Linked DNA regions of Mus musculus: all the other regions are linked to region 1. Evidence: chromatin contacts called from public Hi-C and promoter capture Hi-C data. All regions are on one chromosome and are shown on one strand. The core of a region is the stretch at or near the end of the contact, and the rest is flanking DNA. Distances in the headings are between cores, read along the strand shown.

The links. Promoter capture Hi-C pulls out the DNA fragments that hold promoters and counts their contacts. Hi-C and Micro-C count contacts between places; a contact is called where the count stands out from the background.
Region 2: a Hi-C map of CD4 T cells shows a contact between it and region 1, with 3 times the contacts expected there. The contact joins the promoter of Ipo13 here to the promoter of Cmpk1 in region 1. A contact is called at or near these places in 1 of 39 promoter capture datasets (pre-B cells), 1 of 484 Hi-C or Micro-C datasets (CD4 T cells) and 1 of 9 other capture datasets (liver).
Region 3: a promoter capture Hi-C map of pre-B cells shows a contact between it and region 1, with 2.3 times the contacts expected there. The contact joins the promoter of Eri3 here to the promoter of Cmpk1 in region 1. A contact is called at or near these places in 1 of 39 promoter capture datasets (pre-B cells), 1 of 484 Hi-C or Micro-C datasets (CD4 T cells) and 1 of 9 other capture datasets (liver).

What each region holds. Positions count from the first base shown.
Region 1 is chr4:114,985,414-114,989,420 of GRCm38.p6, reverse strand. Cmpk1 (cytidine monophosphate (UMP-CMP) kinase 1) reads left to right here and starts at 2,193. Exons shown (of 6, transcript NM_025647.3): 1 at 2,193-2,455. The coding sequence starts at 2,288.
Region 2 is chr4:117,912,825-117,916,831 of GRCm38.p6, reverse strand. It overlaps Ipo13 (importin 13), which reads left to right and starts at 1,833. Exons shown (of 20, transcript NM_146152.3): 1 at 1,833-2,544. The coding sequence starts at 2,461.
Region 3 is chr4:117,548,048-117,552,054 of GRCm38.p6, reverse strand. Eri3 (exoribonuclease 3) reads right to left here and starts at 1,690. Exons shown (of 9, transcript NM_080469.4): 1 at 1,325-1,690. The coding sequence starts at 1,459.

The DNA of each region.
Region 1 (4,007 bases), core at 944-3,443:
TAGTATGACTGGTTCTCCTTATTCTCATATGCTAGTGTCCTAGCAGGGGGGTTGGAACCTTCTGAGCTTGGACTGAAATTTACCATCAGGTGTTCTAGGTCATAGGTGGTCAGCAAACTAAAACCTGCAATCTTAAGAATTGAGTCCATTTGGGCTTTTTCTGTTTATTTGTTTTCCTTTCAAGATAGGGTTTCTGTGTGTAGTTCTGGATACCCTGGAACCTGCTCTGTAGATCAGAGATCCGACTGCCTCTACCTCCAGAGTGCTGGTTTTAAAGGTGTGTACCATCACCCCCAACTATCCACTCCTTCTTGATGGTCTTAGACAAGTTTTCATTTTACTTTTGTCCCAGTTTAAAGTGCAAGGATTTTTAGTAGTTTTCTAAGGCCAGAGTGACTAATTAGCAGTAAGACTTAAAGAAAGGCCTGTGTACTCTTGGTACACGCTCCATCCTCTCTGCTTTAATATCTGTACAAAAGTGGGGCAATGCCCCAGACAAGGCACTTACTTTCTGTTGGTAATACAGAGAGTCAGGACTAGTTTTGTTTCTTTCAAGTCTCAAGTGCTCTGTTTTTCCATGCACAAAAACACAAACCTGGAAGCTCCTTGCTTCTTATTGCTAAATATTCTTGGGCCTATTTTGGCTTTGAAATTTTTTTGTTTGTTTGTTTTTTGTTTTAAGCAGGGTCTCATGTAGCCCAAGCTGACTTGGAACTTGCTATGTAGTTGAAGCTGGCTGTGAAATACTTCTTTTCATACCTCCACCTACCAGCTGCTGCAAATATAATTTTGTATCGAGCTGTTTGGGTTTCATTATTGTTTTGGAGATGGGAGTCTATGTAGCTCTGGCTGGTCTGGACCTTAAAAGTGTAAACCAGATGAGGGTGGTCTTGAGTTCACAGAGTTCCATCTGCCTTTGCCTCCCAAGTGCTGGGAATACAGTCAGGCTTCAAACCTATCATCTTCCTGCTTCAGCCTTTGACTTCAGGTTTCTTATTTGGGGAGCTGGAATATTGTAGGTCCAAAGCCAAATTATCTATCTTAGCCCCCAATCAACCATTTATTGTTCACCTCTATGTGACCTAACATTCTTGTGACTATTAGGTAAGTCCATTTGTAACATACAAACAGAATCCTAGCTTCCAAACCCAAAGGCTAAGAATGTGATTGTAAGGGTCCATGACTTTTCAAAGAATGACACCCTGGATTCAAAAAGTATGTAAATACAAAGAGTGTTTTATTTTGCAGAAGTTCAGCATGCTGGGGTCTCCCATTACCAAGAAAGACCGAGAAGTGAGCTTGCAGGCCCAATTTAAAGCACACTGGGGGAGTTCTGAGGTAGGTGGGCTTTGTCTTACTCTATCTCTAGTCAAGTGCAGCAGTGAGGAGGAAGGAAGTTTAATCTGTAACTGATTGTGAACCATCCATTGAGATAACTCACTACCTTTGGATCAGCTTGTCTCATCCCTCTCGTCATCATTTGGCATCTGGGGCCAATAACAGTACCAGCTTTGCTAGAAACCATCTCTACCAAGTTATCTGAAAAAAAAATTGCCATGATTCATAGCTTTGTTCTGTTACTATAAAAAACTCCATGAAAATGCTACCACTGCCGACTCCAATTTTCAAAGGTTTGTGTTCATCCAGGCTCAGTTTTCACTCTTTTTCTTCTCTCTTCAGAGTTTTCCCTAATGGCCCGAGTCAGGGTAACAGAGCTAAGCTTAAAGTCTTTCCCTGCGGTTAGAATATAACCTAAGTGCTTTTCCATAACCGACTCAACTCTCCATTAATGACTTTCCATTCCACTTATCCAGCCCTAACCTTCTAACATGCCCTTCTCTCTTGGCGGGTCACTGCATCCAAGTCTCTGCTCTTTTCAGTCCTCAAGTCTTGGTTCCAAGGTCACCTCTTTAGAGGCCTTCTTTGCAAACCTCAAACTGTTCTCATTTTCCTTTGGTTTCCTTCCCAACAATGCCGTTGTTCCTACTGACTCCTGTGCTTGCCTCTTCGGTTAGGCCGCTTCTCTTGGGAAAGGGAAACCCGGGAGATTGAACCACTGGTCTGCCTAAACGTCAATCCAGGTTCTGAAACTGAAATGCCTTGGGTCTCCAGCCACGTTAGGAAGAACCGGAACCGCGAGCGGAAGCTGGCGCAGCGCACGGAGGCCCCGCCCCTTCCTGTCACGGCGGCCGGCAGCTGGCGGCGGGGCCCCGGCGCCCGCTCTGCCCGCCCCCTCCCTGCCGCCCCGCCCGCGCCGCCGCGCCGGCCGCTGTCAGAAGCGCGTTGTATGCTGAGCAGCTGTCGTCGGCTGCTCCCGCACGTCCTGGTCCCGAGCTGCCCGCCGCTGACCCGCACACTGCGGCTCTTCCCTCTCCACCTCATGAAGCCGTTGGTCGTGTTCGTTTTGGGCGGGCCCGGTGCGGGCAAGGGGACCCAGTGCGCGCGCATTGTCGAGGTGAGGCCGTGCGGGAGGGCGACGGAGAGCTCCCGGGCTGAGCGGAGCGGGCCGGGGCCGGAGGGAGCAGCCGCGTTGGCGGCCGCGCCCCTCGCTGTGGGGAGCGGACTACGAGTCCCGACGGCCACCGCGCGCCCGGGCCGAGGGGCGTCGAGTCTACGAGTGCTTTGTTTCCGCGCGCCCTTGCTTCCACTCCTGGGATCCGGGTCTTCTCGCTACATCTCTGGCTGTCAGTCTCCGGCTAACCGGCCTCGAGGAACCCGACCCGGATCTTGTGGTAGTTAAAGTGCCGGATTTGTGAGAGCCCAGGCGCTAACCTTTGGCCCAGCTGACAACTCACGCCCTTTTCCTTGGGCGAGTGAGTCACTCACTCTCAGTGAACCTCAGTTGTCTAAGCAAATAAAAAACTCTGCTCTCCGAGAAAGTAAAACACCACCCAACTATAAAATCCTCTTATCATTTTTTAAATAATGTTTGCTTTAGGACTGCAGAGATGGCTGAACGGGTAAGGGCGCCTACCACCACGTTCCATCCCTGAGACCCACAGAGAACCACAACCCCACTCCCGCGAGTTGTCCTATGATGTTCACTCTAGAGCTCAAGGGTTTGCCCACACAAATAACTAAATACAATTAAAGTTTTGACATAAGTTTACCAGTTCCATTCTTTTAGTATTTGAGGTCAGGGGTGGCATGTACACGGAGAGAGGCAAAGACTTTAAACTCAAGCAGGTATGGGTTCTAGCCCGTGTTAGCTGTAGTGATGGACTGTCTTGTTTTTTCTAGCCCCTATGAGCTGTAATGATGCGGTGAGGAAGGCTTAATGGACTGTCTTGGGCAGTGTTTTAAAGGAAAACAAGACAATCAGAAAGAAATGGCAGGGTTGGGGAAAAACACCCAACATTCACCTTTAAATTGAGTGCTTGATAAAAGGTTTTGACCCAGAACTTGATAATTTCTTCTTTTCCTATAAGCCGTGGCCTATATTTGCTTTGTATTTTTTTCCACGTTCATATATTCAGCTCCTGCCCTATAGTCTATTCTCTAAAGAACAACCACAGATAAATAAAGTAATGTGGTCTAAAAGTTGTGTGTTTTACAGTTATGTCTAGAATTACAGATAACTTTGGAAAATCAGTTTAATCACAAAGCACATAGAATTTTTCTCCTTATTTTTACTTCTGTTTGTTTTATCTATTAGAAAGCCAAATGACAAGTGGATGGTTTCAGTTTATAAGTAAAATGATTAAAATATAGATAGCATGGTAAAGGAGGGAGTGAGTCAAAACAGGTAAGCAGTTCAAGACCTGACCCTGCTATTGTTTTTCCTAGCCCCAGAGATTGCTATTGTTTTTCCTAGCCCCAGAGAAGTTACTTTTAGCCTAAGTTACTTTGTAAGAAGGGAGAAAATAGAAATGAAATGTCTTGTTTTGTATCTGTGACTGCTAAATGAGGTCTCACACCTGCACATAGATGCAAATGTTTAAGCTTCCTGGTTTTATTATATTGGTCATTTAATTTATTTTTAGAAAGACACCAGGTTGATTTAATGT
Region 2 (4,007 bases), core at 584-3,083, 2.9 Mb before region 1:
TAGCCCTGGCTGTCCTGGACTTCACTCTGTAGACCAGGCTGGCCTCAAACTCACAGGGATCCAATTGGCTTCTTTAAAACGCTTAAAACATTTTCTTTTTTTCCTTTTGGACAACGATTTGCTGACTCATTGTGATGGATGGACTTCCTCTAGCAGCCAAGTGAGTCCTTCTCCTTCCCAGGCTTTGAGGATTCGTCAAGATCTTGTCAAGTTTCTTCGACCTTCTCTGGCCTCAGCAGCTACTTCCAGAGCCAGCTTCCTCCCTTAGAGCACAAGTGTCACCTGGTGTGGTGGGACACATGTAAAGCCCTGTATAGTGACTCCAGCTCTTGTCTTAATCTGTTTCCTCCCCAGGTTTACAAAATTGCTGCTCCTCCTGACGGTATGCCAGCCCTTCTTATTCTTACCCAACTTTGCTACTGCTAGAAGGCTGTGTTGGGAAGAGTTTAGTCAATAAGGAGAGAGAAGCCATATAGTAAGCCCAAATTGAGCTTAATATAATTTATCTAAAAAAAAAAAGTTTTAGGCTGGGCATGGTGGTACATAACTTTAATTCTAGCACTTTGGAAGCAGACACAAGTGGGTTTCGGTGAGCTGGAAGCCAGCCTGGTCTACAGAGTTTCAAGATAGCCAGGGCCTCACAGAGAAACCCTGTCTTGGAAAAAAAGAAAAGAAAAGAAAAAGAAAGATCCTTCTGTTTGAAATCATTTCCTTTCCTGCTGACAGGAGTCAAGGAAAGAAAAAGTTGAGCATGGAGAGGAAGTGCCTGCTGGGAGCAGGGCTTGCCTTCCTCCAACCTCAATTTCCCCATTTTAGCTGAAGACAATGAATAAAAATACCCACTCAAGCCCGGGCTACATAGTGAGATCCCCGCTTGAAAACAAAGAAGGTGGAGGATGTGGTTCAGTTGACAGGGTGCGCGGGAGGCACAGCACTTCAGACACCCATCTTGGTGGCACACTCCTGTAATCCCGGGAGTGCTGGGATTAAAGAGGTACACTCCCCACCCCAAGGCAAGAGACTCCATCTCAAAACAAACCAACCCGCCACAGCAGAATAGAGAGAGAACAAAACCTAAGGTAAAGCCATGAGCTATTCTTACTTGAAACATAATGAAAACCTTAACGATTTCCCTTCTCCTCCTCGTTTCACACACACATACACGCGCGCGCGCAGAATAATATGATTTCCCGGTTGCTCCCGAGCAGATCCACAGTGCTTTTTTTTTTTTTTTTAATTGTGGGGCACCAAGTAACTCCTATCTTTCCTCTTCTTTAGCGGGTGCTGATGGTCACCAACACAACCAGTTCCCTGTGCCTGAGCGCCGACCAAACGTGACCCTCTCCCCTCCATTCTTGGCTTCCAACTCCACCCAAAGGCCCCATGAATCACGTCTTCGCAAGAGTTGCACTCCTAGGCAATGTGACTGAGCAAGATGGTCCTCTGCCCTAAGCCGAGAATAGGATAGGGTTCCATAGGACCCCCAACCCACGTGCTCCAAGCCTCCCTCCTCAGGAGCCACCTTCCGGTCCGACGAAAACTACATTTCCCAGGGTGCATAGAGGCGGGTCCTTGCTTCAGGCAGGGGCCCCTGGCGGTGTGCCGTTCCGTCGCCTGTTCGGGGGCGCGCGAGCTAGCACGAGGACAGGGCCAAAGACCCGGAATGAGTTTCCGCGTAGTTCCGCCGTGCCGTGTCTCGATGTGCTTGGCCGTGCCGGGCCAGGACAAGCGTGGGTGGGGGCCTAAGTTGGTGGTACTGGCGACAGGCGCTCGGGACAGCCCGAGTCTTGCTGAGGTCCCCGCCCCGTCCCGGCCGGGCCGGCCTGTCTGTCAGTCACTGGGGCGGAGGCAGCGACCGTAGCGGGGCCAACGCCGGGAGGCGAACAGATCGCGGGCCAGGCGAACGGAGGGGACCTATCTCAGTCCCCCAACTCTACCGACTCTGCCCCAGACTCACGAAACTGCAATCCCGTGCTTCCTTGGACGTCTCCGTATCTCGCGAAGGGCTCTCTCCCGGGTGATCTCCCAGCCCCCCTGACCTCATAGCATCTAGAAGCTCGTCCAGACTGGGGTGTTATGGGTACAGGCCGTTGATTCTGTGACCCCTCACGGGCCAGGGCCTCTGTTTCCCCTATAGGCCTCCCTCCCCTATGACTTTTGATTCAAGGGACAGAGCTGTGACCTCCCACTAGGACCCTTGTCTGGGAGTACCTCACGGACGCCTCCCTTCTGGGAGCCGCCTTAGCGGGTCCCTTTCCGAAGAGCACATCTTTTGACCTCTGCAACCCACTCCCCCTCCAAACGAGGTGGGCAGGCCTCGGCAGCCATGCCCGCCCTGGGCATCCCCTCATCCCACCACCTCCCGGGTACTCAAGCCGGGGTCTAGCAGGGGGCCGACAGCCAAAGGGCTGGGGCAAGAAAGAGATCAGGGTCCACCTCCCTGCCAGGCAGGGAGCAAAGATGGAGCGGCGGGAGGAGCAGCTGGGGGCTGCAGGGGCTGGAGCAGCACCAGCCTTGGACTTCACTGTGGAGAACGTGGAGAAGGTATGAGGGCCTTGGGGTGGGCACTCCAGTGACAGAGCAGAAGTTCTGGGGACTGACACTAATGCCAAAGCTCAGACGCGGGCTCAGTGCCCGCTGGGATGATGCCCCCAGAGCACCTGGTATTTACCATCTCTCTTGGGCAGCCGGCTTGGACAGCAGTGTTGCAGTGCCTAATGGGCTATTTTGGGCTTTCTGTAGACACAGGTCCCCTTTCGGATAGATACTCTAGGATCTTAGGTTGTTCCCTGTAGGGTGCTGAAGGGTTTAGACTTATAACCAAATCGGCTCCTGCCCAGATCCAGGAGAAAAGCAGGCGGAGTTCTGGAGGGAACCAGAAACTCACAAGACCTGCCACTCAGCCACCCCCACCCCCACGTTAGAAACCACACGGATGCTGAATGATCCTGGACCCGACTCACTTTTTTTCAGTCAAAGGCTCACAAAGATATCTGGAGCTAAACCCGTCTGAGTTATATGTTCATTTATCTTCAGAAAGGGTCTTTTCCTTATTGGATGGAAGTCAAACCGGTCCTGGACAGGCAGGAGTGTGCCTGGCTCTCTTGTTTTGTGCTGGGTCCAAGGGGCTTGGCTCTGCTGGCAACTTTACAGGGCCCTTCCTTCCTTACCTGCCCACATGGCTTTCTGCCATGGCCTCCTTCCAGACTTCTCCATTGCCCAGGCCATCTTTTTCTATTCTATTCTTCTCCCAGCAGCCTGGAATGCAGGAATGCACCCGCCCCACCCCCAATACTCCCAAGGATGATCCGAGAGGTAGGGGTATCCTACTGGATAGCAAGGGGCAGTCATAGAAAAACATTTGTTGTTCTTGAGGCTTGTTTACCTAACAAATGTTGAGAACACATATCTTCTTGTTCGGTCTCTTGTCTCCTTTTGCTTCCTTGAGTGGCTGGCTGTACAAGGGACAGTAGCCATAACTGGCTTTCAGGGGGCGGGAGGGTACAGATTTGGTTAATCCTAGTTGGATGGAGTCCATTTAGGGAACCTGGCTGGCCCTTGGGGCTGGACAGTGTTGGCATGGTGGCACATGGTTGGTTTCATGTGCTGCCAGGGAGATGAGCCATTGTTTTCTCTCTGCATGAAGTCCCAATGGAGTTGGGCCTTGGGGATTCTGCTGCTGACAGCTCCCGGGTAGGCACTTGCTTAGGCTGCTTCTGGCCAAGGCCTCTCTGCATCATCTGATTGGAGACTTACTTGTACTCTCTGAAGATGTATGTTCCCACCCTCCCTTCCAGTGTATCCGTTCCAGAGCTACCTGGCCTGAAGCAGTCCTTCTCAGATTTCATACTGGCTTTAGTGCCAGCCTCTGGAGTGACCTCGGGATGATCCTGGGGGAGCAGATGGAGTTTGCTTGTTGGAATCAATGGGAGGAGCTGTATCTAAAGAGCCAGGCTCCTTCAGGCTGTTCTGTACTTGTCTGGAGCTTACATTTATTCCCCGTGGAG
Region 3 (4,007 bases), core at 441-2,940, 2.6 Mb before region 1:
ACATCTACAATTGGAACCATAATCCTGTCTACCACTCCACACACTTAAGACTTTATTCTATCCTGATCCCCTGGGAACAGGGCACTCTCCAGTTTATGCCACCAGGGAGTAAACTTTTCAAAATAAAATGCAATAACAACCCCTTTGATTTAGATATTTCAAGTTGAAGGGAGAGCTCTTAGCCAAGCTCCAGGACCTAACTGGCTGATTATTTACAGGATCTTTGGGCAGGAATTGTTAATGAGCTTTTAATTTGGAGTGCTTAAGTTGCCAAAGTGCTCTGAGCTCCAGTGAAGCACCACAGAATCCATAAAGGAAACCTTATCAATCACTTCCCGGCAGCTCCCTTCCCCCAGGCAGCACCTGCCGACAGGCAGCCAAGTGGGTTTCTAACCAAGATCACAGGCATACATTAGTGGAGTCACACTCCAAGTCACTGTTATAAATTGGCTTTTAAATGGTGGGCGATTCAAGTATAATATACTTAAGGTCCAAGACCGAGCCCACTAAAACAAGGTATACTGTGTATGATAAAGTCAGAATAAAGCTGAATTTGATGAAGCCAGTTTTCTGGTACAAACTCTACAGTCAAAAATCATTCGGCCAATCACAATCTACTACAGTTAAATAGCTTAGTCTTTGGCCAATGGGATTCATGTTTTGCTGCCCTTGGGCTGGGAAACCAATGAAATGCACTAGCAAATGCAAGCCACAAAAATGGTCAGAGACAATTATTGGCCCCAGTCATTGCGAAATCCAGCCTGAGGGGCAAGCTCTGTATCTCCAGATGAGGGGCCCCATACCCAGCATCTTCCAGGCCAACGTCGAGCAGCTGACATTTCACAAGAACTCAACCCAAGTCATGCTTTCTTTGTTTTAAGAAGACACCTGTTGCTGGACCACTTGCAATAAAGACATACAAAAAGCTACCTGGGTTAAGGCTCTTTCTCCACTCTGTCCACCTCTGTCCACCATTATTACCCACAGCTTGTGACTTACAAGGAAGTAAAGTGCTAGCATGTGTGCCTGTGCCAAGATGCGGAGGGGGTAGTCTATAAATAATTCCTTAATCTTCTACTTTATCTGGTCAAACCTCTCTCCTTCTCCAGAAATCTCAAACCAGGCCCTTTCATCAACTCACCCAGTCTCTCTCGCAAAGCCGAGCTCCCCCACCGCCCTCCCCAGCTATCCCTTCGCCCAGAGTTCTAACATCCAGGGTGAGCACCAGGCCAGAATCCCAGGCTCCTTAAGTGTGCGCGCCACGACCCACACCCCGCATGCATTAACCAGGGCCCAAGCTGGGGGCCCTCTCAATCTCACCCACCCCAGGGTGTTGCCCCCAGCTCGGGCCCATCCAGGTCCAGGGAAGCGTAAGGGGAGGGGCAGGGGGCCAGGAGACCAGCCCTCCTTCCCAGGGCCGCCCCCGCCCCCCGTCAGCTGCCGGAGAGGCTGTCGCCATGGCAACGCCCCCTCCTCCGGGCCAGCACGGCAGGCTCTCTCCAGGTGCAGGCCCCGGCGTCTCCCTCGGCCTCAGCAGACGCTCCGGGCAGTTGACGGCAGCGGGCACGGCCCGCGCCGCCTGCGGCGCTGGCCAGGCAGAAGCAGGGCCAGCTCCGCCCGCTTCCCACAGCCCGTTCCAGGCAGCCTCAACAGCGGCAGCCAGCACCACGAGTCCACAACACACCGACTCACCTCCGCGCACTCTGACCCCGACCGACGCGGTGGACGGGCGGGCGTGGTAGCCAACCGCTGAGCCCGCTGCTAGCGCCTTTGGCCAATGAGCTGGAGTAAGGCGGGGCTTCTTCTCTCCAAACGCTCTCTCTCCCGCCGACATGCGCGTTAAGGTGTGTCAAGATGGTGACCGTTGGCTCTGGGCCTTGTGGGACTTGTAGTTTAGAGGAGCCACGTATTCAAAAGAGAAAGGGAGGGTCACTTCTAAACAGTGAAAGGGGTTTTCTTAAAAAATAAATAAATGATAATAATAAAATAACCCGAAATCTTCGTCAGGCCTAAAATGACCCAGATGCTCTACTTATTTTCCCCACCTTGACTGTAGGCATTCGGTGAGTATGGGCTTAGGAGACATTCTCTTTAGGCGACACTTTTCTGTGATTCATTGTCAACAAGTAATCGTTATCTACTTTCTGATGCGGGCCTGAGGGAAATCTGGAAAGAAGGGAGGCGAATTCAGCTAAAAAGAAAATGCTGAGATTTCTGAAGGGCCTTTCTGAGGAGGAAGCTTCTGGCTTGTTGAGGCCCTCAGAGGAACTGTCAGGGTTAACAAGGTTTCTGGCCATAGCTGTAGTGGGTCTTTCACAGTCAGTCTCTCCAGGCAGCTGGGGAGAACTTCACCTAAAGCGATGGGTGAGTGTCTCCATCTTAGCTGTGCTTCTCTGGGAATCCACGTTATGAAATGGGAAGCATCAGTCTTAAGCCACTGGTGATTTTGACAGCCTCTCAGTCAGATCCATCTTAGGAGCCATCTTCAGTTACCAAGCTCCTCTGTCTGCCACCTGCTATTTTCCTTTAAGACAGCTAATATCAGTTCTGGACCCTGCCACCTCTGAGATCTTAATATAATGGTTCCTGCCTGAGCTGGAAATGCCTGTAATCCCCATATCAGAGAATGCCTTCTTTAATCTCATGCACATAATGGGTTAGATGGTTCTACTGTGAACCTACAGAACTGAGCACAGCACTTTACAATTGTCTCCCTGCCATCTCTCTCCCAGGAATTGAAACTCGTTTAAGATAGCTATTCATTTCCATATTGTTCATGCTGCATGGCTTATACCCAGTATGGTGTCAGTCATAGAGCAGCTATGCAATAATGTGTTTCTGACAAATGAAGGAGTAAACTGCAACAGAGACAGATATCACTCACCCCAACTGAGAAAAGGAGAGCCACGATTGCCTGTCCCCAAATCTTGGAACTAAAACTGGAGCTTCTTCTTCTTATCGTTACATAAACATTAACCTGGATTGGCCCATTCGTCAATGCGTGTTTATACTTCAGAATTGGGCACTGTCTGTTGCTGATGGTTTCATGGTAAGACATATAAAATCCATATCCTCAAGGAGCTTTTCTATAGGAAAGGAAATGGAAGGGATGGGCAATGAAAAGATAATATAAAAAGTAAAACAATGGGCTAGAGAGATGGCTCAGCGGTTAAGAGCACTGACTGCTCTTCCAAAGGTCCTGAGTTCAAATCCCAGCAACCACATGGTGGCTCACAACTGTCCATAATGAGATCTGATGCCCTCCTCTGGGGTGTCTGAAGACAGATACAGTGTACTTACATATAATAAATAAGTCTTAAAAAAAAAAAAGAATCTGTATTCTAGGACTATCCTAGAAGACCTGAGTTTGATTCCCAGCACCCACATGGCAGCTCACAACCATCTATAACTCTGGTTTTAGGGGATTTAATGCACTCTTCAGGCTTCCTCAGGCACTGCATACAAGTGGCGCACAGACATCCATGCAAGCAAAACACCCACATACACTTAGAAGAAGAAGGAAGAGGACAAGGAGGGAAAGGAGGAAGAGGAGGAGGAGGAGAAGGCAGCGGCAGCTGACCCTAGAAAATAGAGCAGATCCAATGACTACGGTTATAGACTTAGACTTAACTGGGAAGCCTAAGCCCAGGGAAGAAGAACGTGAGGCTGGAAAGGAGGGGGTGAATATACAAGGCAGGGTGTTACCCAGTTGGCCAGGGTAGCAAAGAAAATAGTTTCTCTCAGCAGATCCTATTCCAGAAAGGATATATCGAATGATCACATTAAAAATAGAGAGAAAAAGCTGGGTGTGGTGGTGAATGTCTTTCATCCCAGCACCTGGGAGGCAGAAGTAGGATGATCTCTAAATTCCAGGCCAGCCTGGTCTATAGGGAAAGTTCCAGGACAGCCAGCACACACAGAGAAACCCTATCTCGAAAAACCAAAAAGAAGGAGAAGAGGAGGAGGAAGAGGAAGAGGAGGAAGAAGAAGAGGGGGGAGAAGACAGC